2 separate regions of the Capsicum annuum genome follow, and region 2 is linked to region 1. Evidence: chromatin contacts called from public Hi-C data. All regions are on one chromosome and are shown on one strand. The core of a region is the stretch at or near the end of the contact, and the rest is flanking DNA. Distances in the headings are between cores, read along the strand shown.

Region 1 (5,878 bases), core at 1,695-4,194:
TATACAAGCAAATCGGATATATTTGTGTGAAAAATAGTTGTGGCTTATTCTATTAAAATAAATCCTTTTGTACTTAAAAGTGTTTTTGATGCAAAATGAATAAAAAAACTTGGTGTCATTTGTTGAAATGAAAAAGCAAATTATTATTTGCTAACTCTACTATGGAGGTTGAACTAATTATTTTAGTTTCAACTGGTGAAAAAGTGAATTAATTAATCACTTTATTTTGAGAAATTGATTTATCTAGTTTTGAGTTACTATGATAGCACCAAAATTTATTGGTAGAGTATAAATTATTATTATAATGATAAATTCAGACAATAAGAAGAAAAACACAATATTGTGAGATCATATTGATCAATGTTATACCAATATTAATTGTGTCAACTTTGTGATAATCTTGTAGATTTGAAACTAATGCCTTAGCAAGAAAATGGTCTGAAGCACATCGAGCTGGAAGGAATTCAAGCTCAAAAATTTCTAAGTCATATATGAGGAAACCTAACCTGGGGACTAGAGATCGTATAACCAGGTTCAATGGAAAGAACAAATCATATGATGACTTATTGTGAATGCACTATTATTTTATCCCTCCCTATGATGTAAACGCATTTTGTTTCTATAATGATTTGTGAAGGTTAAGTCTAAGAACTCTTAATGAAATTCTGTATCTCGTATAAGTAGGATGTTAGAATTATAGGACTACCTTTGAAATATTTGACCTATGTGAGTGTGGAAGTTGGCCGCCTCCTATGAGAATTGGGCTTATTCTCAAAAACGCTCATAAAAAATGGGGATAGCACATAGCCGTTATGTGCTGGATATTAAAACTTCTGTCAACACCTTGATTGTTATGTATAAGCAGTGATACTTTATTTCTCTTAAGCAATCATAGTTCAAGTCTGAGACCACTACTAACTCTGGAGTAAAGTTTGTTGTTTTACTAAGTGAAGGTTCAATGCAGAGCACACGTTCATTATGTGCAATAGTCTCCCTTCTACTAAATTGGTGAACTTTCTTATTTGAAGATTAAAATGAGTGAGGGAATGTTGGTGTATTTTAATATTAAAACTAAATTGCATGATAATTGATGGACATAAAGTGAAGATAGTGGTGTCATTATATTTTGATAACTCTTATAACTTCTAATACTTTATTTGTCCATTATCGACCGTATTATTTTGTGTCTTTAATCTTATGCGTTAATAGTAAGAAGTGACCATAAATTTCTTGTAACTACTACCATTATTCTACCTCTTTATGTATTGTAACTCATATAACATATGAAATTCCTAAAACATTCTTCTTCCTCACTTAATACCCATTACTTCCTCATTTACTAGATGGAAGAGTACTACATCTATATAAATGATATTTTCTTCCTTGTATTATTTATATTTTCTTCCTTGTATTAAAGTACATATGAAAAGAGATGAGTGGTAGTACATTATAAGTGACAAGAAGAAGATGATAAGAGTAAATGTAGTTGTGAAAGAGAGAGCTGAGATAAAAAAAATATTTTAAGTCTTCAACTATATTCACTATACAAAAGAGAGTAAATATATTAGTGAAAGAAAGAGTTGAGATAAAGAAAATATCCTAAGTCTTCAACTATATTCACTGTATAAAAAAAGAGTTTTAATGTGTTGAAGGAAGATGTTCTTACGGTGGAGCTTTGGATTCTTCAACTAATCCTGAATTACTTGATTTATACATCATTGATCGACTGTTTTATCCTGGAGGGGACAAATCATGAGATATACTGGATCGGTGTAGATTATGCCGCAGTGGGCTTGAATTTCCTTCAAGAGAGCGAGATATCCACGCCTCAGCCAAGAAGAAAATTATTTTATTTCTTCACTTCTTACATTTTCAACTGTAATTTAATTATTGTAGTATATTACACCTACATATTCTTTCTTTTACTTGCGTGACATAAGGTGATTTACGACTTACCATTCACCTATTATATCATATATGCACACTGAATGAGGTTTCTCTCCACAAAACTCTTAATCTCATCATCTCTTATTTGGTTTCGTATGCTTAGAGTACTTTCTTTTCTAATTAATGAGGGATGTATGAGATGCCGAAATGACATTAATAATAACATTGTCGATGTTTGCTAGAAGTTTCATTTTTCAACTCTAGTCATGTTTAAACTTCAAGGTATAGTCCTGAGGAGATCTGTTTGCTAGTGTGATTCTTCAACAAATTTAGTGAATTTTTAGTTTGAGTTCTAGATTTTAGAGACGGCAGATTACGTATCTTGATAAATTATTTATATAGATTGAGTGAACCTCTAAATACAGATACATGCTTTGAACTGAAGCTATCAAATTTTGCTGATCTCATCGGTGAAGCTCTACCCCCGCCGAGTACTTTGACAATTGCAGAGTAGGCAAACCCATGTGAATCTTAATGTGATTTGTCTCTCACCAGGTTCCTCTTCACTTGCACCACTAAAGATTTGGATATGAGACTTGTCATCGACTCGTATATACACACACACACAACATAGGCAGTTGAGCAAAACACAAAGGCTCCACAAATGCACAAAGCTTTCCTTTTTCTTTTTCTTTTTGCTCACTCTATAGTTAGAACTATAACAAAAATCTTGAGACAATTGGATTCGAAACGACTCCACCCATTCTGCCTTCAACATCTGCTGGCGTTGCAATAGGTCATTTTGTATTAACCGGAGCAAGTGCTTATAGCTGTTTGATCAAATCATTTTCACATCCCCCCTACCCAACCTACACTAAATCAAAAAAAAACCATACATTGGGATCATTGAGTAATCCAGGAGAGTAATTGGCAATATACATGCACTCCTTCATTTGAAGCATAAATTTTATTTGTTGCTATACAAATATATGAACATGATTACAAATACAAGGAACATTCCTATCCTCCTTCCCAATTTAACTTTGGTACAAGTATGTGTGTGCACCACAAAAAAAAATGGTTCCTAAATATGGCAAGAAGTCACGTTTTGGCTCCCTGGCCCCTCCCTCTCCCCAACAAAATAACAAAAAGAAAAAAGAAAAAAATGATGCCAAAAGAAGGGGTGGGAGGGAGGCAATGTATAATGACTTAAATCATTTTTTCAAATTTATCAAGTTTGTTCACTCTTTGCATGGACCTAATCAAGAGAGTCAGGAAAACACCTGCATACAGAAAGATAAGGTCAATTTTTGGCAGCAAAAACAAGTGCAATTCAAATTCATCAAACCTGAAGATAGTCCATAAAATGTACCTGCACCAATAAAGGATCCATTTGCAAAAATTTGACTGCCTTGACTGCTAAAAGTGACACCAAGGTTTACGAGGGTACCCCCTATAACTGTGTACATGGTCGCCATTTGAAGAATTGTAGCTTTCCGAGCTGCTCTCTCAGACTTCGACAGATCACAATTTTCAAGAAGTATGGGAAAGTGAAATGATTTGCATGAGACTAATTGTCAGAGAAGGACAATTAATGTAGATCATAGATTGTCTAAGACTATAAGCTCATTAACCAAATCGAATAATTGATGCAAGCCACACTGATTTCTAGTAGACTAATTACCTCGAGGACCCGAACTCTGAGTTTCAGATCTCCGGACTCAAGCTGCTTGACGATCTCTTCTATCCGCTGAACTCTGTAAGGCATGGAGATGGTGGATGTCCGTGCCTGGAAGAATTTCACATAAGATGGTATATACATCACTCAAGCTTATTTGATCGGATCATAAAACAAGAAACTGTTGAGAAAAGGTTTGTTAGGGTACATCATCAGCCTGTTTCCTTATTTCCTGAACAAGTTGTGGACCACTGCGCTGCTTCTGTCTCAAGTCCAGGAGTTCCTGCAGGACAGATTGAACAACTTTAGACAATAAAGGAGCTAAGATTTAATTGTCTGAAACGTTAGCTGTTTGACAATCTATCAACCTGTGCATATGGTGCTCCAATCTTTGGAAAGGAGAAATCAGGATCCAATATGTAGCCAATCCCTGCGAGAATGCAACAAGAGATGCAAACATTCAGTTCAATCTGTAAGGGGATATAACATCATAGCCACAAAAATGGAACTGTCAAAAAGGGAATTAATATCAAGAGTCTACACTGTTAAAAGTTAACGATCTTGACATTTATATTTAACTAATGGATGTTCCCTTGCTTTTCAGAATAAGAATGAGAGAGAGAGAGAGAGAGAGAGAGAGAGAGAGAGAGAGGGAGAGAGAGCACCTTCTAGCGTGGAAAATGCCCTGATCACAAATGTAAAAGTTGCAGGAAAACGGAATGGTTGATCAGTTGCTATAGCAAACAAATCCTGCATTATCTTCCTCTTGTTATATTGTGAAACACGCAAAGGTAGTTTGAACTGAAACTAATGCTCTACCTCATGAAATTTCAGTATTGTAGCTACAGCGGTTTAATTGTTTGAGTACACATTTTTGCAAGTCAGCTGAAAAGTCTAGTGAATGTGGTTCCAGGACACAGAGTGATAAGCTAATTAGTATTGGCGCATACATCTTATCTTGGAAGATATCTCATGATTGATCTTCCCAATCTCAGCAGATCTTCCATCATATCTTAGTATATCATAGTGATTTTGTTTCTAGTTAGGAGAAGATCAGCATTCTTTATTACTTGATTCTTTCCTTATTTAGTTTGTATTCTCTTGTATATACACACACATGTAAATGAAATCAAATAAGCTTCCATACTTGACTCAGCTTTATAATTAGAAGGCGAGGAATAAGTTTACCACTTGTCTTTCCCTTCTACTCAATGATTGAACAAAAGAAGATCATTTATTCTTTTTGTAATTAATCAAGGAGAACATTTCTAATTCTTAGAGAAATCTTTATTTGAATCAACTTCGTTTTTCCTCTTGCTCGTTCCTTATGCTGGCAGATGATTAAAAAGAAAAACACTACAGCAACCCATACTTAATTGGAATAGTTCATAACATTATTAAAACCCAACAAGCAACAGCCAACAGCTGGTGATTCAGAAAACCATTAAATTAATGTCCACATTCGCTGATTCTTTTGCTTATTCGTTGCTTTTTTAGTTTGTTTGCTGCTAACAATTAGTAAAACTAGATTCCATTTTATTAGCCACGTCTTAAGTTACCTAGTCTTTGACAGCTATTAATAACCTATCAAGTTCTTTATATCTAATACGCTGTTGTGCTAACTATTAAGGGTGGACGAAGAAAAATGCAAGCAAGTATGCATGGGACATGAGATTTAAGAATTTCTTCAGCCATGAGAATAACTTTTAGTTCCATAGTAGTGAGTAAAAAAGATATTGAAAAGCAAATCCCTCACATTTAACAAAATAATGAAACATATCAATATAATTTCGTAAATCTTGATGATTTAGGATCTTGACAAAGTGATTTCAAGCAAACAGGGATGCCATGAGATACTAGTCAATCTTCATAAACACCTCTCAAATGAGTGGACCATAAAAATAGTTGAACCAAATATAGTCCACCGTTATTCTCTTCAATATCCTAAAAGATGCCAAAATTACTAATAAACTTATAGATATTTTAAGAGAAAAATTGCAAATTCTGTATACCTCACCAATTGCAGCCAAAGTCTGCTGCTGATCTGGTCTTTGATTCAACAAGTTATCCAAGAAAAACTGAATAGATCTCCTCACCTAAGAAGAACAAAAAGTTTAAAGGAGTGTCAATATATAGCTAGGCTTAGATAAGCCTTCAAATTCATTTGTGATTTCTTCCTTTTTCTTTGCAGGGATTGGGGGTCAGAATATGTAACATACAGCTGACATGTCTCCTGTAGGCTGAAGTGCTCCCAGATCAATAAGCCCTTGCATAACCTGTATAGACATAATATTTGTCTTATTAATATGCATA
Region 2 (5,878 bases), core at 1,616-4,115, 200 kb before region 1:
GAATAATCTATAATAATGTATACGATAATAAATCAAATTTAGGCATGGGTATTAAAATGATACATATTTGTTAATGTATCGGAGTGATCAATCCGACATATTTTATTTGTATATATCGCAATGCAGTTGACCAGATACATAAATATACATATCTTTCTTTGTCGGAATATTTTGCTTTGAAGTTCACGTTATGATCTATGGCAAATCTGGTCATAACAGATACAAAAACAGCCTTGTTTTTGTAAAGCTGATCCACCTTAATCTCTGCAGTTTTGCAATCACCGATAACATTTTCAATTTTGTTTTTTGATATATACAATGAGTCAACATTTTTTGAGTCAATTACTGCAAGTGCTAGAACATCCGTTTTCAATCCTTCTACACAAATAATTGCACCAGTATCTACTTCAAATGTCCTTTCAATAAAAGATTTCTCCATTGTAGTTACGCACAACAAATACATTATAAATGAAACACTTTTTTCCAGTTTGACGTAAGGCTTCATGCCTTTGTTGTTGTGAATCACCATTGTTGAGGAATTTTCTTCTATGATGTCTCAAATATCAGTTTTCTTCATTGATTCGTCAATTTTTAAATCAGTTGCTAGGATTGAAATCAAATTTAACTACAAAATATTTTCACCGACAATAGTTTCCTCACTTTTATATTTTGCGTATTGAATATTTGATATCTAAACTCCAGAATGCCTCGACAAAATTGAAATATTCATTGAGTATTGTGTAGAAAACTCAAAAATTAAAAAAAAATAAAGATGGACAAATTAAGGAGAATTTTGTTGAAGGAGCTTGATCGTGTGAAAGAATTTTGAATTTTTGAAGCTGTTGCATTTATTCAGGCAAAATCTGTTATTTTTGAAATCTCTTATTTTGGTAGCTATCTATCATGATCGGTATGTCGGCGCCTATTTAGGTATCTTGATAACTAAAATATTAGAATTTTCTACAGACATGCAAATAGTCAGAATTTCTATAATTAGACACCAACTTGAGATTTTATGTTATTTATGCTAAAACATTTGCTCAATGGGCCAATCCATGGTATATTAGGATAAAGCCGTAGCTTTATTATAGTAGGATAAACAACTTTTGTGGTTCTTTGGACTATTTTATCCTTAGTTAATTACAAAATTTAAGGATATTAAAGTCTTTGATATTTGAGGGGTGTTTTAATTTTTAACATTTAGAGAAAATTATTCGTATTTTTATAATAGAAAGACATAGATAGATAGATGTATTTATTGTGCTGATCAACTCCACATTGAGATGTATTATAACTATATATAATTGTATATATGGGAGAATCTCTCGTTTTGGTAGTCCTAAAATTTTAAAACATACTTAATAAGGATAATTTCATATGTTTTACTCTTAATATATTAAGTTCTTAAGTTATTTTTCAAGTTAAAAAACCAAGTAAAAATGAATTAAGAGAGTACCTTTTTCTCTCTCTTTTCATTTTACTTACCCTTATACTAAAAGTAAAATTTTTGTTTTACTTATTATTTTAGTAAATAAATAGAGGTTTATTATTTTCTTCCAATATTACTCTTTCTACTAAGTAACTATACAACATAATAGTTGTCAATCATACACTTTTGAAAAAAATACCCAATTACCTCCTGAACTATACTCAAAAATGATATGACACACCTCAACTTAAAGGGAGTCCTATTACCTCCTGAACTAATTAAAAGTGTAATTTTGACACCCTTAGTGCCTACGTGGTGCCTATGTGGCACACACGTGTGCCTACGTGGATATTTCAGTGTGTTGGACCACGTATGTACTACGTAAGCACCACGTAGACACTAAGGGTATCAAAATTACACTTTTAATTAGTTCAGGAGTAATAGAACTCCCTTTAAGTTGAGGTGTGTCATAACTTTTTTGGGTATAGTTCAAGGTGTAATTAGACATTATCTCTACACTTTTAAATCATAACTGTTGAGATAAATAAACAAACTCCTATTACATAACTTCTTATTAATAGGAAGACCAAATCAATAAATATAAAATAAAATGAAACGGATAGAATGCATATTTACTTTTTTACATTTTGATAAAATTTGTGCAACTTTAAAGTTACAGTCTCATTTTCAATCAAAGTATTTATTATTTTCTAATAATACTTATGCTCTTTTTAGATGCGTGTTTGGTACAAACATGCTTTTTATGAAAAATATTATTTTTAAAGTATTTTTCAAAAAAATTAGTGTGTTTCTTACTTATTTTCTTATATTTGGTATGTTAGTAAATTATTATTTAAAAACTATTTATATATAATTTAGATAAGTACTATGAGAGGGGATGTATGGGGTGGAAGGGATAACAACTATCGGTGTTATGAAGACAAGGTATATTAAAGAGTGAATGGCTCAATGAATGTAAAATATAAAAAAGATATTATTTTCCTACTTCTACGAAGTTCTTTTTATAAGTCTAAAAAAACTTATTTTTCTAAAGAAAATATTTTTTTTTCAAAAATCTATCAAATATGAAAAAAAATTTAAAACATTTTGAACACATCATTTATATATTTTAAGTTGAATTATATGTCTATTCATATTTGCTAATTATCCTTCATACTTTCTTTCTCATAAATAAAGTCATTTAAAAGTTATCCAAATATAACGAAAAAATTTTAATAATCATAATGACTTATCACTCAAGACATAATCAATGTATCACTAAAATAAATTAATTATACAATAGAAATGTGACTTAAGTCATTTTGATTTTAAAATTAAATTTTATATTCTTTGTGATGAGTTTGGTTCCGAATTTAGCACGGACCTCATGCATCTAGTTTGGATATAAAGTTATAAATAGAAGTTAATCAGCTTTCCCAATTTTTCATTTGGTATGGATTATGATATTGATATTACTAATATCTTTGCAACCAAAAATTTAAAGAAACACCAATGTTAGTAACTTGTTAAAATTGCACCAACTAACCAGTGATCAGCCTAGGAACTTTGGAATTGCATCTTCTAGGGTTCAGCTAACTTGACTTCTCCTGCTCACTTGTTTCCAAGTTACTCCCTTGGTCCAAATCCTCCTTGAAAATTCCAAAACTATGTGGAGGGTTTTTCATAGGAAAATCACAAGATGTATTGAACAAACTACATTTCACAGACATAATTGCAACTCTCAGCTTCCACAAAACAACCAAATCTTGGTCCAAGAACTCACCCAAATTCTTAAAAACAAGAAGTGGAAAAGGCTCATTCAATCCTCAGGATTAAAAAAGAAGCTAAATCCAGATGTGGTTCGCTCTATTCTTCATCAACATCAATTGACTAACCACCTTGAACGCCTTCTCAGTTTCTTCCAATGGTCAAAACACAAAGTGGGTATTCAATCAGATTTGGAAATTCATTCATTTCTAGCTGTCCTTTTATGTAGTAACAATTTGTATGGTCCTGCTAGTTCTGTTCTTGATATTGTGATTAAATTCGGTTTACCCCCTTTAGATGTTGTGAAATCTATTGATAATTGTCGTAAAGAATTGGATGAATCAAGAAAATTTGATCATATCATATTTGGGTTGTTGATGGATAAGTACAGAGAGAAAAAGTACTTGTTTGAAGCTGCTAGTGTTATTTTTGCTCATAATAAAGATCTTGATTGTGTCCCTAGCTTGTTCTGTTGTAACCGTTTGTTGACGGATTTGTTGAAAGATAGTAACTTTAGATTGTTTTGGCGAGTTACTAATTCAATGAGTGAAGCTAATATTACCTTCAATGCAATTACGTATACTAGTATGGTGGATGCTCATTGTAGAGAGGGGAATTTTAGTGATGCCAAGAAAGTATTGGCTGAGATGGAAGAGAAGGGCTTTTGTTCAAATATGTTTACCTATAACATTTTGATGAAGGGGTTGTTTAGAGCTGAGCATGTGGATGAGGCAATTCAGCTTAAAAAAAGCATGTTTGCCAAGTCATTAGTTCCTAATCGATATATTTATACCACATTTATTGACGGGCTTTGTGCTGCAAATAGATTTAAAGAGGCAATAATGGTATTTGCTGAGATGACTGAGCGGGGAGTGAAGCTTGACTCAGTTGTTTATGAAGCTTTACTAGATTCTTACTTGAGAGATGATGTGGATGAAGCTTTTAAAATGAAGGATATAAAGGATGCTAAAGGCATTGATTTAAACCTTTGCAATACACTTCTTCGTGGGCTCTGCAAGTGTGGTATGATGGAGAAGGCACACAAACTTGTGGGTGACATGACCGGAGAAGGTATCAAGCCTGATTTGACAACTTATACCTTGTTGATTGAGGGACATTGTCAAGGGGGTAATGTCGCCACTGCCTTGGAGCTTCTTGAAGAATTGAAGAAGAAAAATCTGGCCTCTGTTGAGTCAACGTATTGTATAATTACTGATTGTCTCTGCCGCAATAAGGATACGGACTCAGCTATGTCTTCTCTTTCAGACTTGATAACGAAGAATGGCAAGCAAAATGCTCTTACCTGGAGAACTTTGTTTAAAAATTATTCTCGTAAAGGTTACTTAGAGCAGTTGAGGAGGATTTTGGAGGCTATTGATGTCAGGTGATTATTCCAGCTACTCCCCATTACAATACTCTTATAAAGGGCCTCTGCGGGACACGGGAGATGAAAGCTGCTCAAAGTTGCTTGGTTGAAATGCTGGATAGAGGCCTAAAACCTGACCAGGATACTTATGAAGCCTTCGTTATTGGATATTGTGGAGAAGGGGAGTTGCAAAATGCAGAAAGATATTTATTTCAGATGCTGCATCATGGGTTTAAGCCCAACGGAGGAATTTATAGTGCTTTGATCAGTGTGAACTGCAAAAGTGGTAAGGTAAACGAAGCCTTTGGGGTATTTAGAAGTATTCTTGCTATGGGGGTTTTGGAAGTGCGTGACGCCTATCTTATTCTCTTTTATGGTCTCTTGGTGAACGAAAAAATGCTAGAAGCAGCTGAAGTCATATCAGAACTTCATGGCAAGAATCTGGTTGCTGATGTTTCCTCCTATAAATCTCTCATCTGTTATTTTGTTCTACACTCTGAGATTGAAAAGGCCTTTACCCTTTACAAGGAACTGGAAAACAGAGGTATCCGTCCCAACTTACGGACTCACAATCTCTTGATTGATGAGCTGCTTAATGCAGGTCAAACTGAGAGAGCTAAAATGATATTCAGTATCATCTTAAAAAAAGGCTTGGGACCAAATAGAGCGACATACACTACCATGATATCTTGTTTAGCTAAAGGAGGACAATTGTCCGAGGCATATGGCTTGTTTGACTCTTATGATACTTAGGGGGCTTTCTCGGTATAGGAGCATTTATAATGTTCTCTTTGATGGATGCTGTAAAACTGGGAACTTGCAGAAAGCTCAGGACTTGCTTCAGGAAATGTTGCAAATGGGAATAGGTTCTGCTAAAGCTTTTAACACATTGATTGATAGATTCTTGAAGAATGGAAATGTGGTGGAAATTAAGCAGCTTCTGAAAAAGATGACAGAGGGATGCATTGGATTTGATCAGGACACGTATACACCGCTGATTGAGCAGCTATGCAAGGATGGACTAATGGAGGAAGCAGAAATGCTGATATCAGAAATGCAAAAAAGGGATCTCGTACTTAAGGATGCAACTTACAGTAGAATTTTTCATGGCTATCATATGATGGGTGAGAGATCAAGACTTTGTGCCATATTCCAAGAAATGGTGAGGAAGGGTATAAATCCTGAGAATGGCATTCTTCCGATTGTGCTGGATGCTTTCTCAAACGAAGGGAACTTACTTGATGCATTCAAGTTATTCATGGGAATGTTGGAGAAGCGCACGCCTCTAAGTGTAAGCGCCTGTGAGTCACTAATTG

The links. A called contact is a pair of places that touch in the nucleus more often than the background predicts.
Region 2: a Hi-C map of leaf shows a contact between it and region 1, with 2.1 times the contacts expected there. The contact joins the promoter of LOC107853514 here to the enhancer-like site in region 1. A contact is called at or near these places in 2 of 5 Hi-C or Micro-C datasets (leaf and placenta).

What each region holds. Positions count from the first base shown.
Region 1 is chr7:179,410,412-179,416,289 of UCD10Xv1.1, reverse strand. LOC107878110 (protein ACTIVITY OF BC1 COMPLEX KINASE 7, chloroplastic) reads right to left here. Exons shown (of 17, transcript XM_047415300.1): 11 at 5,785-5,841; 12 at 5,578-5,661; 13 at 4,231-4,315; 14 at 3,934-3,995; 15 at 3,774-3,848; 16 at 3,572-3,676; 17 at 2,270-2,761. The coding sequence ends at 2,726. Among protein-coding and RNA genes, the nearest start is that of LOC107878110, 20 kb to the right of the region's middle. Within about 2 kb of position 2,944, at least 5 of the 5 cell types and tissues checked have an H3K27ac peak or open chromatin away from gene starts, as enhancers often do. A contact at or near this core is called in leaf, where this site is marked.
Region 2 is chr7:179,611,877-179,617,754 of UCD10Xv1.1, reverse strand. LOC107853514 (pentatricopeptide repeat-containing protein At3g54980, mitochondrial) reads left to right here and starts at 2,865. Exons shown (of 2, transcript XM_016698502.2): 1 at 2,865-5,878. The coding sequence starts at 5,287.